Linked DNA regions of Sus scrofa: regions 2 and 3 are each linked to region 1. A link is a contact called in public Hi-C data. All regions are on one chromosome and are shown on one strand. The core of a region is the stretch at or near the end of the contact, and the rest is flanking DNA. Distances in the headings are between cores, read along the strand shown.

The links. Hi-C and Micro-C count contacts between places; a contact is called where the count stands out from the background.
Region 2: a contact with region 1 is called in a Hi-C map of skeletal muscle, with 4 times the contacts expected there. The contact joins the enhancer-like site here to the promoter of SYNCRIP in region 1. A contact is called at or near these places in 2 of 5 promoter capture datasets (fetal liver and liver), 23 of 47 Hi-C or Micro-C datasets (alveolar macrophages, blood, brain and 13 more) and 2 of 2 datasets of contacts at active chromatin or transcription factors (alveolar macrophages and skeletal muscle).
Region 3: a contact with region 1 is called in a Hi-C map of skeletal muscle, with 5 times the contacts expected there. The contact joins the promoter of SNX14 here to the promoter of SYNCRIP in region 1. A contact is called at or near these places in 1 of 5 promoter capture datasets (liver), 9 of 47 Hi-C or Micro-C datasets (adipocytes, blood, embryonic fibroblasts and 5 more) and 2 of 2 datasets of contacts at active chromatin or transcription factors (alveolar macrophages and skeletal muscle).

Annotation. Positions count from the first base shown.
Region 1 is chr1:54,596,536-54,601,206 of Sscrofa11.1, forward strand. SYNCRIP (heterogeneous nuclear ribonucleoprotein Q) reads right to left here and starts at 1,871. Exons shown (of 12, transcript XM_021089679.1): 1 at 1,787-1,871.
Region 2 is chr1:54,631,664-54,635,995 of Sscrofa11.1, forward strand. No RefSeq gene overlaps it. Among named protein-coding and RNA genes, the nearest start is that of SYNCRIP, 35 kb to the left of the region's middle. Within about 2 kb of position 1,543, at least 74 of the 83 cell types and tissues checked have an H3K27ac peak or open chromatin away from gene starts, as enhancers often do. A contact at or near this core is called in alveolar macrophages, brain, embryonic fibroblasts and 8 more, where this site is marked.
Region 3 is chr1:54,545,085-54,549,688 of Sscrofa11.1, forward strand. It overlaps SNX14 (sorting nexin-14), which reads right to left and starts at 2,120. Exons shown (of 31, transcript XM_001927319.7): 1 at 1,804-2,120. The coding sequence starts at 1,943.

The DNA.
Region 1 (4,671 bases), core at 621-3,120:
TCACCCCCGCACCCCAAAGCCCGCCCCCGACTCCGCACCCCGTGCGGCAGCCTCACCGCTGCGGCCACCGGGAGCCCATTAGAAACACGTGCTCTGCGCCTTCAGATGTCCTACAACTTCCTTCAACGGAAACCCACCGAGTCCCAGGCCAAGACGACCGTCTCCGGCTCCCAACATCAACCCAAAGCCGCGGTCGGAGCCCCCAGCAAGCAGCAGCAGCACAAGCTCGCCCCTCGCGGACACCGAGGCCGCGGCGGCGCCAGGCCACGGGCTCTCCCCGCCCCCCAGCGCCGCCGTCTCGGCCGTGACACATGGCTCTCTCTGCCCCGGGCGCCGGCCACCCCGGCCGCCCCGCCGAGATGTGAGCCGTGGCGCGAGCCCCTACCCATCGTGGGTCCTGGCAGTGACTGCGGTGCGGGGGCTGGCGGTGCCACCCCTGAGCCGGAGCCGGCAAGCCTGCGGCGTGAGGGCGTTCCGCGAACTGCCCAACGCCCGCCGGACCCCGAACACCACCCAGGCCCGCCGCGCGGCCACGGGACGGGATCGGCTCCTCTCCGCCCACTCCCGTGCCGCGGCGACGGCCACGACAGCACCAACTCCGCCGCCACTCGCGGTCCGCGCGGGCCACGGGGCCGCCTCCTCCCAGGAGCGCCGCAGACAAAGCCCGAACGGCGGCAGCACATGGAGGGGAGGAGGAAGTGGCGGCGCGGACCGCGGCCTACTCCCAAGCAACCCAGTCAACGTGCTCCTCTCTCCCTTGGAATCCATTTTCCAGAAAAGCCGGTTTCTCCCCGCACCGCCCTCCCCCAGCTCACTCCACAATGTCACGGAGCTCCCCCCCAGACCCGGGTCCCGGCGGTCGTTACCTCCCCGTTGGGCTGCGGCGGAGGAATCCTGTCCGAGGAGATCCGGTTGCGGGCAACGTGTGCTCGCTGCTCCCTGTGTCCGGCGCGAGTGGAGCTGTTGTAAAATGGCGGCCGAAGCTCACGCCGCTGGCAGCAAACCCGATCCAGTTCCACTCGCCTCCGAGCGCGCTCCCGGTGCGCGCGCGCGCCTCCGCGTGACCCCCCCTTCCCTCCCCTCCCCTCCCTCGCGCGTCCGCTTCTCTCACTCACTCCCTCAGCCCCTGCCCTCCTCCAGCTCCTCCTTCTCCTTCTTCCACCACCACAAGCCTCTGTCCGCCTTCTTCTCTAGGCCTTGCTTCTTGCCCTCCCTGCTCTTCTCCCCCACTGCCGTCCGCAGCCGCTCAAGCACGAGTGGCCGCCCTTCCCCTCCACGCTCGCACGCTCGCTTGCTCCCTCCCTCGCTCTCACAACCCCGTTCCCCAGGCCCTGCCGAGTAGGCTCCTCTCTTTCTCTCTCCCGCGCTGACGTGACGACGTAGCCTGCGCTTCAGGATGCGCGCCCTCGGGCTCCGCCCTCACGCCCCACCACCTCCCTCGCTCTTCACCACCCGGGGGGGCGGGGGGGCGCGAGACCCCGCCCTTCCGCTCCGGCGGCGGAGGGGCCGGGAGTGAATGAAAGGCCCGCCCCTTCCCTCCCGACACTCCCCCTCCCGCTCCCCTCCGGGCGGGGCGGGGCGGGCCGGCTCAGCATGTCCCACTCGTTCTCCTTTGTCAGGAGACAGGCATCTCCCCACCCCGCCCCACCCCACCCCCATCGCGGCACCACGCGCACGCCACCCCCATCGAGCTCCCGCTTGCCCCACCCCCCGCCCCGTCCCGGGCCGGCCGGGAACCGGGGCAGGGGGCACGGGATGCGACCGCAGTTCCCCATAGGATACCCACCGGTCCGTGCGCGCCCGGCCCCCACCCCCGGCGCGGCGGCCGCGTAGCCGTTCCAGGCGGTGTCCACGCCGCCGCCGCCCCGCGCTCTCCTAGCTCGGGAAGCTGCAGGCGCACGTGTCCCCCGGGGCGGGGCGAGACAGACAATGGGGCGACGGGGGAGGGGAGCGGCGCGGAGACCCGGGGACCTTTGGTCAACCTGTCCGGCCCGACTCCAGTGCAGGAGTTCCTCTAGGGGAGACTGGGTCTCCCTGGCTGGACAATGGGGACTCCCGGGGCCCTGCGCCCGCGTGGCTCTTCCACGGGAACCTTGGACAGAAGGAGGGGCGCCCAAAGCTCAGACGAGGAAACCCCGGCTGCTTTTGAGGGGGAACAGACTGGCTCTAGTGGAGCGAGGAGCGGCTCCCGCTTTGGGATGATAGGAAAGCCACATTTGGAAGCCAAACCAGGGGTGATGAAGAGTTGTGCAGTACTCCGTTTCGGTCCCTGGCCTTTTGAGCAGTAAAGGGCTTCCTTGTAGCACAGTTTGAGCAACTTGACGCCTCACAAAGCTCAGTGGTTAGGACAAGTGTGAAGAACACATCTGTATTTCTTTTCAAAAATCTTAGCAATTAAATTTTAACTTCAGGGAACTATATCCAATCACTTGTGATGGAACACGATGGAGGATAAAGTGAGAAAAACAATGTATGTATGTATGTATAACTGGGTCATTATAGCAGGAATTGACAGAACATTGGAAATCAACTATACTAAAGTTTAAAAAAAAAAGGAGGAAAAAAATCCTAACTGAAGTGATATTTCTTTTGTAACGGTATACTAGGTACAAGAAAGACAAGACAAAGACGTTTGAATTTCAGACGCGGTATGGATACTAATTTTATAATGCAGCTGTAATAAAAAAAGGAATAGTGTCCTTTTAATTAAAAATCAGGTTTATTTTTAAAGCTCACTGTTTCCCTAAACAGTCTCTATGCTATGACAGAAAATCAGTGGTTCAAGGAAAAGTTAGATGAATACTCTTCAAAGTGCTTAAGCACACAATATGCCAGATTATTTTATAGGTAACTGGATCAAGATATAAAATTTTTGAAATATTTTGACTATCTATCCAATCAATCTATTTAGCAAAGATCTGAGCTTTCCATTATCTGAAATCCCTTACTACTGGAGTTTCGTGGCATAAAAGTGGGTAATCCTATAAATTAAATAATGAAAATAATAGATTTTTGTTGTTGTTGTTGCTATTTCTTGGGCCGCTCCCGCGGCATATGGAGGTTCCCAGGCTAGGGGTTGAATCAGAGCTGTAGCCACCGGCCTACGCCAGAGCCACAGCAACTCGGGATCTCATGGCAACGCCGGATCGTTAACCCACTGAGCAAGGGCAGGGACCGAACCCGCAACCTCATGGTTTCTAGTCGGATTCGTTAACCACTGCGCCACGACGGGAACTCCGAAAAATAATAGATTTGAACTAACCAACACTTTTTATTTAGACCTTCCTAGGGATCAACTTTCCTTAAAAAAAAAGAAAGGAAAAGTGCCTCCACTAGACAAAGTCATCTACCAGATGACCAGACCTCCCAAATTAATATCTTTAGTTCTTTTTTTTTTTTTTTTTTTTTTTGTCTTTTTGCCATTTCTAGGGCCGCTTCCGTAGCATATGGAGGCTCCCAGGCTAGGGGTTGAATCGGAGCTGTAGCCACCAGCCTACGCCACAGCCACAGCCACAGCCACAGCAACTCAGGATCCAAGCCGAGTCTGCGACCTACACCATTGGTCATGGAAATGCCGGATCCTTGACCAACTGAACAAGGCCAGGGATCGAACCCACAACCTCATGGTTCCTAGTCGGATTTGTTAACCACTGAGCCACAACGGAACTCCAATATCTTTAGTTCTTGTTTGACCTCTAATTTATTTGTCTAACCACCCCCCCCAGACTCCAAATCAACATTTCGAAAGAAGCCAGGAGCACAAGATCTTCCCCCTAATTATTCATCTCCAAAGTTCCCTTCTCAATGAACATCACCCACTTGCATCCAGCAGCATTATCTGAAAACCAGAGAGTCATTCAAGACACAGTCTTCTTCAGTGATCAAGTCCTGTCAGGTTTTGTTTGTTTTTTTCTTTTTTTCTTGACTGTGCCCATGGCATGAGGAAGTTCCTGGGCCATGGATCAAACCCCACCACAGCAGTAACCAGAGCCACAGCAGTGACAATGTCAGATCCTTAACCCCTTGAGCCACCAGGGAACTCCTGTGTGTCTTTTTTTTTTTTTTTTTTTTTGGTCTTTTTAGGGCCGAAGGTGCAGCAGGCTTCCTGTGCCAGCCACAGCCAGAGCAACACAGGTTCTGAGTTGAGTCTGCGATCTACACCACAGCTCACTGCAAAGCTGGATCTTTAACCCACTGAGTGAGACCAGGGATTGAACCTGAGTCCTCATGGATACTAGTTGAGTGCATTATCACTGAGCCACCATAGGGACTCCTCCTGTGTGGTGTGTTTTTGTTGTCGTTGTTCTTGTTTTCTGGTTTTTTGTCTTTTAGGGCCACACCTGCGGCATATGGAGGTCCCCAGGCTAGGGGCCCAATCGAGTTAGGGGTCCAATCGGAGCTGTAGCCGCCGGCCTACACCACAGCTACAGCAAAGTGGGATCTGAGCCACATCTGTGACCTACACCTAAGCTCACAGCAATGTGATACTTAACCCACTGAGCAAAGCCAGGGATTGAGCCTGCATCCTCATGGATACTAGTCAGGTTCCTCAACCACTGAGCCACAACAGGAACTCCCTCCTGTGTGTCTTTTAATTGCAAATAAGAACCTCTGGAGCATTTGCTTTAAAACCCTTCATTAGCTCACTAATACACTTAGAGACAAATCCCT
Region 2 (4,332 bases), core at 293-2,792, 35 kb after region 1:
ACTACATTTCATCAGTGACCTTCCTCATGACTTGCTATATTGTGCTTTCTTCGTTTTCAGAATAAACACCTTAATACCATAAATAAATACACAATACTGTTACACTAAGACTAAATATTCCATAATTCAGCCAGTAATGATTATTGATGGTGGGCTTTCTTTCCAGCCCAATCCCAGGAATATGTTCTGTCCACTCTGCTCTCATCTTAATAACTTTCTATAATAGTAAAAACCTTCATTTGGCTATAATCACCATGACGCATTTTACATTCAAACAGCTTGTAACCAAAGGGTATTCATTCAAAATTGATTTTAAAAAGTTTAACTAGTTTTACTTAACTAATTAAAGACTGGATAATTAAAAAAAATATAATCCATCTTGATTTTTCTTTCCATATCCATAAAATGAAGAGCTTTTCCTTAGTTTTTTACACGACATACCGGTAAATCTTGTGGCATTAGCCCTAGAAAAGGAAAAACACTTTAGCTTTACAAGACTATAAACATAAAGAAAACTTAAAAAAAAAAAAAAAAAGAAGAAAGTATTTCACAAAGTACTATTTATTGTCCTTATAATGGTCTATCTCAGAAGCCAGATCCGTATAAGGTTTTTCAACAGAAATTCAGGTTCGGGATAGGATCATCATAGACAGACCAAGGACATAATGTTGACTGTCAAGAAAAGTATGTCTACTCACAGAAATATCTCAGGAACTTCACAGCAATCTGGCCTCTTTCAATAGGCAGACAGCGACCCCTCACTGTTGGCAGAGGGGAAAAAAAAAAAAAGACACAATGTAACAAACTTCTCAAATTATAAAATCCAGGCACCAATAACTTCACATCTGCACATTGGTCTTATCTCAGAAGCCGAATCCGTATGTGCTTTTTTTTCTTCAGGTAATCAGCTTCGGGATAGGTTTCATCATTGATCAGACCAAAGCACTACCAGTGATTTACCATAAACCAAAGCAACATTAAAAGTACGTTAGAAATACTATAGATGTTGTAAGCCACATAACTTACTTCAGAATGACGCTGCCATCAGAGATATCCATAACTTCATTAGCAATCAACAACCTGCAGGATGCTGTTTTGAGCACAAGAAAAAAAACCCAAAACTCATTTAACCTGTCTATGGAAAAAGCATATGCAGACTCAAAATACTAGTTAAACACATACCTGCTAAGATCATTAGGTTTTAACCATGTCGTTTTCCAGCAAACATTCTCCCCTATGTTTTGCACTCTTCCTTTTCCTCTAAAAAAAAAAAAAAAAACGTACCATTTCAAATAGTGTACCACCGCTTCTCCTGTCAACAAGAGGTTTACTTTCTCAGTTCTAAAAACTAAGTTCAACAATACTTACCTCAGCATCTTCACTTAAGAGCTCCGTTACACCGAGAGCCATCGCTCCTGCGGGGCAAATCAATATATTTAAAATTAAGTAGTCTCGGAGAATTTCAGCACTAAAATCCTCTCCTTCAATACGATTTGCACACAGCGCCGCCTGGGGACAATACAGCTCAGCCCCACGTAGTTAGGGGCTGCGGATCTTGAAATCTCCGTTGGATCTGGTGGTGGGACGGACACCCTATCAACAAGGCGTTTTGCTCTTAACGTCAACACTAACCCCTAGCCCCAAATCCCAGGGATATGGTTGCTTTCCGGCAGTCGTTTAAGTTGAGCCAGCTAGCTCCCCGGGCTTAGCAACAAGGCCGCGCGCAACGCCGCGGCCACCAGAGGCGGCCTCCGCACGCATAAACTCGAAGCCGGCCACCACCACGACTATGGACACGTGGCGGTCTGGTGGCATGTTTCCCACGTGCAAGTTTTCAACACAGCACTCTTAAGTTCAAATTTCTGAAGCCTCTTCAACCGTACTGCAGCCCCACAACCTAAACTGCGCCACCCAGGTTCGCTCGGACAACCGCCCGCGGCGCCTACTTACCTAGCACAACCTAACAAACCCTTGAGTCCCGACGTAAAAGACCGACCCACGCATCCAGCAGTTCCCTATATAGTCTCTCCCTAGCCAGAGCGAGGCCGCTCCTCCCTCTCGCATCTATTGGATGCGGGAGAGCACGGGGGCGTGGCCGGTTTCTGACCTAGTGAGCGAGAGCGCGCCAGGGGGCTCTTTTCTTTCGTGGGCTCGTTTCGGGGCGTGGTGCGCGCGCCGTCCTTCTGCGGCGCGCACGCTCAGTCCCCGGCGCGCGCCCGCGCGCGCCGCGCTTAGTAGCTTCCTCGTCTGGCTCTACGTGGCGCGGGAGTGGCGCCAGAATTCAAACGAACAGTCGCCTTTGGAGGCGAAGCTGCCGCCTAGCTCGAGCCAAGTACGCCCCGGGCGGATGGGGCGGCTCGGGGTCAGGAGTGGACTAGAGTTTTGCGGCGCGGGACGGCCCAGTCTGTGACCCATTCGAGAAGTCGCGCTAGCTGGTTGGCAGACGCCTTGGGGGAACTGACGCTCAGGAATCGCTGCACGCCCGTAAAGAGAAATTGGAGGGCCGAACTGCTCAGTTGGAAATAGTTGGCGATAGCGCCGCGTTTCTCCTCCCGTCCACAGTGAGAAGGCTGCCTTTCTGGAGAGCCGGCCGGCTGCGCTGCAAGCGGTCGAGCTGCGGTCTGTCGGGGCCCGCCCCACCCCCACGCTGCCGGGTGCCCGGGTGCCCGGCGCTGCTGTTACGCTCTGATCAGCACAGAGATTAGCAGACCCGAGAGGTAAATCCTCCGTTTGCCAGAGAACTAAACTGACGCCTGAAGTAGCTAAGCGATTTTCCTAAATCCATACAACCAAAAGCTTTGCTATTTAACTTCTTTTATCATACTAAATTCGTTATCATGAATGCAGGAGAAAGAGTAATTTGAGAAATTTCCTAGAATACTTTATCCAAACGATACATTAATTCAGTAGCAACGGTTGCATTAATTAGTGTGTGTGGATAAATATGTGTACATATATGCGCACATGGGAACAAGCATTTGAACATTTCAGCATTTGAAAATTCACGTCTTCATAGCACTTACTACTCATTATTATGGACGTGTGCGTTTGTTTATTGTCCTCGCTTGGTGCACCGCTCTTTATTGTTCTGCCTTAAGGTGATTGTCGGTAACTATTGGTGGAATGAATGAATGAATAAATGTAGGCGGTGGCTTTTTAGAAAATTAAAATGAAGACCAAATTCCAGATGTGAATAGCAAATGTCTGTAACAGGAACCTAAGTGATGCAGTGTTTACTTGGCTGGGCATTATGCTGAAAATATTGTTTTGTAATGTACAATGTAAATTTGCATATTGCTCATATTTAAAAAACTAAAATATTACATAAAAAAAGCAAAGTAGGAAATCCCGTTGTGGTTCAGCGGTACTAATGCTGTCTCAGAATGCAGGTTCAATCCCCTTGCTCAGTGGGTTAAGATACCTATGCTGCCGCATGCTGCCTAAGGGTGACAGATGGGGCTGGGAGCTGTTGCTGTGGATGTTACCTTTGATGTAGTTGGCCTCAGTTGCAGCTCCCATTCAACCCCTAGCCCGAGAACCTGGGTGTGTCGCAGGTGCGGCTGTAAAAAGGAAAAAAAAAAAAGGCAAAGTAAAAGTTTCTTTTCATATCACTGGGAATCTTCTCTCTGCTGTTAATAGTAACTGATATTAACAGTTTTGGCAACTTTCTATGCACATATAAATGTGTGTGCATATTTTATCAAATACAAATAGGATCTGTGTCCTTTTCTGCAACTTGCTTTGCCTCCTCCTAAATATCATGGACATCGTTCCATATCAGAACATAGGGATGACCTTCTTGTCTATGGCCTGCATAGTGTTTAGTTGGATTTGTCATAATTTCATAGTTTTCCAGCTTTTTAGTATTTCAAATAGTGCCAAAGTGATTTATAGGTATAGCATAGTGAGCTGGTGGGAAGATCTGCAAGATCAATTTTTAGAAGTGTGTCAAAGATTATGTACACTTAAATTTGTGATAGATATTGCTTAATTTTTCCCACCTTGTTTCCACTCCCATAAAATGGTTGGGTCATGATTATATTTTGGTGTGTTTTGCTAATTTACAAATATGTGCATCGCTCTTATGGGATGGCCATTATCACACAATTGAAATTGAACTATTACCATCTTTGCTATTACTATCTTGCCTTTCTTTTTTTTTTTAAAGGGCCACCCCCTCAGCATAGGGAGGTTCCCAGGCTAGGGGTCAAATCAGAGCTGCAGCTGTTGGCCTACATCACAGCAATAGCAACACCAAATCTGAGCTACATCTGCAACCTGTTCCATAGCTCAGGGCAATACTGGATCCTTGACCCACTGAGCTAGGCCAGG
Region 3 (4,604 bases), core at 870-3,369, 51 kb before region 1:
AAATCATTTTTAAAAAAATGATTTTGTTGAAGGAATGCACTATTAATTTCTGAATAGACATGCCATGTATGCAAAAACAATTCTATTCATACACGCAACCACCCAGAGATAGCACTTATGTGTGATTTCCTTCTTTCTTTGCATAATACAAATACAGGGTACAGAGACCAGATGTTATACAGATCTGACGCTATCCCATGACTCCTTAACAACACATAACACTGGATGCTATAATTAAGCAGGTGACCTCAGAAATTTAGTTCAACCTGCTCCCACACAGCTGTGCTACCCTGGAGACCTAGACTGATCCAGCTCCCAAAGAAGATGGATAAGAATCCCTGAACAAAAGGTAACAATCCTATAAAGTTTACATGTCTTTCGTACTAAACCTGCTAATCCGGCGTGAAATGCCTTCCAGATGACAAAACTGGTTAAGGACTTAATAGTTTCTATTCTAATTCCACCACGCCTTCCACACCCTTAAAATCAAACATTTTACCATCACAAACTACATTTTCCAGTAAAATATCAATAATCGCTCTTTAAATCCAGTACTATATAAACCCAGAAACAACATGAAAGTAAAGCGGGGAGTTCCCGACATGGCTCAGTGGTAACAAACCCGACTGGTAACCATGAGGAGGCGGGTTCCATCCCGGGCCTCGCTCAGTGGGTTAAAGGATCCGGCGTTGCCATGAGCTGCGGTGTAGGTTGCAGGCACGGCTGGAATCCCGCGTTGCTGTGGCTGTGGTGCAGGCCGGCAGCTGCAGCTCCATTTCGACCGTAGCCTGGAAACTTCCATTATGCCACGGGCTAAATGGCGGAAAAAAAGAAAAGAAAGAAAGCGAAGAGGCCGGGGAAGAAACCCAACTTCCACACAGGAACAGGAAATGGTTATCCCAGAGCAAAATTACCATATTTCTTGTGAATGCTTCCCCGTTCCCAACCTTGGGGGATCAACTAAGTCCAGATAAAGAGTAAGGATGGCTGCCGTTCGAAATCTGAAAAACATCGTGCAGGTGCTGTCGCTGACAACTAACTGTCTCAGATTTCTTAACCACCAAGAGCAAATGTGGAAATAATTCTGAAGGAACACGTCTCCTCTACCACCTATTTCATCGCTACCGTTACTAAAAACACCAAAATGAAGGAAATCGACCAGTTTATTTCAGAGGCAGAATCTTGCGCTTTCAAAATGTCAACTAAATTAGCAATTTTAACCTCAGTCTTCCCTTTAGGAATATTCTAGAGATGCTACTACTATTTCGCGCTCTTCGATACAACAAATCTTTATGACGGTGCATTGTAACCAATAACACTGGGGAAAACCTCGGTGGTGATCTCCAATGTGGGTGGGTGGGCGTGCGCGCGCGGGGAGAGCAAGGAGAGTCAGTCTAAAACTTCCACTGCGAAGGAACCCTGTACTCTCCTCCATCAGCTGGCGGCACCGCCCCCTCATGGCCTCAATTCGGCGACCGACAGATTCATGCTTCTGAAAAGCATCGATGCTGGAGGCCCAGCTTTTAAGAAATGGGTGAAAAGAAGGTAAGAATAGGGGCCGGATGGCTGAAGAGGGGAGGCCTTAGAAAAGGGGTCCCTTGAGCCCAGGCCCCACCGCACTTCCGGGCACCAGCGCCCAGCCAGGCTCCCCAAGGCCGCTCTCTCCCCAGAGGCCCCGCAGCCCGCCCCACTTCCCGCAGCTGCGCAGCCCCACAGTCTCCGCACTGCGAAGCAACAGGGCCTGAGTCCGCAGTTTCGGAGGAAAGCTGCCCGCCACCCAGCTAGCTTGCGCTGCCGCGTTACCTGTTGAGGAGCAGGGAGGCGGCGCTGAGGCACAGCAGCAGGAAGCAGAACAGTGGGTACTGGCGACAAATCTCGCGTCCCACGTCCAGCCTCAACCGCTGCTTCAGCTTCTCCCCCATCGTCCGCATCCAGGGCGCCATCTCCGTCGGCGTATCTGAGGCTGCACTACAGACTGAGGTTGAGGTTGAGGGGACCCCCCCATCAACCACCCACGACGCCGCCCCTCCAAGCCCTGCGGCGGACCCGGAGAGCCGGCGACCGGCGGACGGTCAGCGGGCTGCAGCCGCCCAAAGCCCCGCCCGAGGGCGCCGTCGCGCGTGCGCGGCCACGCCCCCCGCGGCCGGGCAGGCCGCCGTACGACGTGTCTTTCGTCACCCCGCGCAAGGCGGGTCGGTTTGCGGGTTAGCTCTCTGGGTCAGAGCCGCGCAGCCCTGGGTGGATGGCCCCTTTCGCCAGCGACTGCACCTTTTTGGAAATCGGGGGGAAGCTGCAGCACCCAGTAATTGCCTGTGTTGCAGAGAAGAGGCGGAAGGCTGTGCCCGAGCATAGGAGAAACTGCAGACCCCGCGGCCACCGGATCCTGCCTGCAGGACTCCTCGAGCTCGCGGGGCCCACTGGGGACTGTAGTCTTTGTGACGTGAGCTCCGCCACCGCTCTCCACGCCTCTTCTCTATAGGCTCAGCTCGGCTTGGGGACAGGTCCAAGCTTTGCAAGACGCCCAAGGTGGGGGCGGGGGGGAAACACCTCTCAGTCCCTGTTTTGCACGGGCCGCGCGCGGGTGAGTAAAACCACCCTGGAACAGGGAAAAGTCGAACCCACCTGGCCGCCACTCGGTGGCGAGAACATCTTTTACGCGTCCAAAGGCGAGGTAGACCTCAGCTCACCACAGTCCCGCGGCCCTAACCAAAATCCAAGTATTTGCTGAGGCGCGTTGGCAGGTTAGGTTAAATACCGTTTGCAGTCTGGTGGGGCTTCTCGCTTTACTAAGTTAGCACATTTCTAAATTTTAATTTCTGTATTCTCCACTACTCTGACAGATACAGAAAGACGTCGTAATAAGTAAAATTTATTTAGGCGGCGCGCTAAGTACTTTAACGTCCACACATTCACTTCATGATATAGGTACTCTGGTTTCCCCCATCTTACAGCTAGATTACCGACGTTAGTGAGGCAGAGAGGAACTTTGCTCAGAATCAGAGCTAGCGAAACAGGGATTTGAAGCCAGAGCCAGTTTTCATGCTGCCTGTCTTTTCTCTTTCTTAGTATCTTATCCTCTAAAGTGCGGAGACAGACATGTTCAGAAATGATTTTTTTTAAACATAAAAATCATGGTGTATGGCAGTTGAGTATTTTCCCATGTTATTATACTGAATACATGGGTCATTTCTTTGCATTATTTTCCTTCAGAATGTACCATCCTTTATTCTGTTAATGCTAATTTTTTTATATCTTTGATATTATCGTTACCACCCTTAATCACACATCTATACTCGTTTATAATTATGACTTTAGGGTCAATATCAATAACGACTGCTGGATCAAAGAATAGGAACATGATACATACTGACAAATTTCTTCCCAGAATGGTTTACTAGTTCCACAATGGTATTTAAGGTATCCATTTCACTGATCCTCATCCTTAGGTATTGTTTAAACATCATAAATGTACTGTAGACTAACAATATCATTGGAAAGCTTGGTAGTTTTCTTTAATATTTTGAGATACATAATTAAACATGAATTTCACTTTTCAGCCTTTCTTTTTAAGTGTCTTTGAACTACTTATAGCCCCTTATTTAGGGGCTATATTGAAGTATAAATAAAGGTGTAAGTTGAATGAATCTACATGTATCAAGTGCCTACTGTGGACTTGATTACTTTATAATTGGGTAAGTTACTTTATTAAACTTTTCTAGAGAGTCAGACTGTGATCTTTTTTTCTGTTCAAAAATTTTGCTCCTTTATAGGGTCACTCTAAAATTCCGGTTCAACTTATTACTGATAGCCAGTGCATCTTAGTAATAAAATGTCTTGTTCTTTCAAATTAGACTTTACAACATCCAAGACTTCTTTCCCATGTGATTTTTCTTTGCAGTGGCAATTATAATAAGCTAATCAGACATAAAGCAATTTTTAATTTATTTTTTGGCCACACCCACAGCATGTAGAAGTTCCTGGGTCAGGGATCAAAACTGCACTACTGCAATAACCCAAACTGCTGCAGTGGCAATGCCAGACCTTATCCAGCTGCATAAGAGAACTACAATAGGCAATTTACTTTGTTTTTATTTTATTTATCTATCTATCTATATTTTTTAGGGCCACACCTGCAGCATATGGAGGTTCCCAGTCTAGGGGCTGACTCAAAGCTGTAGCTGCCTGCCTACACCACAGCCACAGCAGTGCTGGATCTGAGCCACATCTCATGGTTCCTAGTCAGGTTCATTAAACTCTGAGCCACAAAGAGAACTCCAACAGTAGGGAATTTAAATTTTTATATTGCTCTTATACTCAGAAAAGGAAAAAGTAAAAATAAATTTCTGCTATAAGAAAATTCTATAAAATCCACACCTAGAAGAAGATAAAGTTGCCTTTGGTATAGACCTCATGTAATGAAATAAAATTTTTATTCCATTAAATGTTTTCTCTTTAAACATATGGTCTAGTATCCACACCAACATTCATACAGAGCTTGAAGTTTTTTTCCAACTTTTTATTAAAAGGTTTGAACATCCTTGTAGGGATATAGGATATCCACAATCAATCCTGGTTCTGAAATCAGCTGAAATCTACTAGAATTT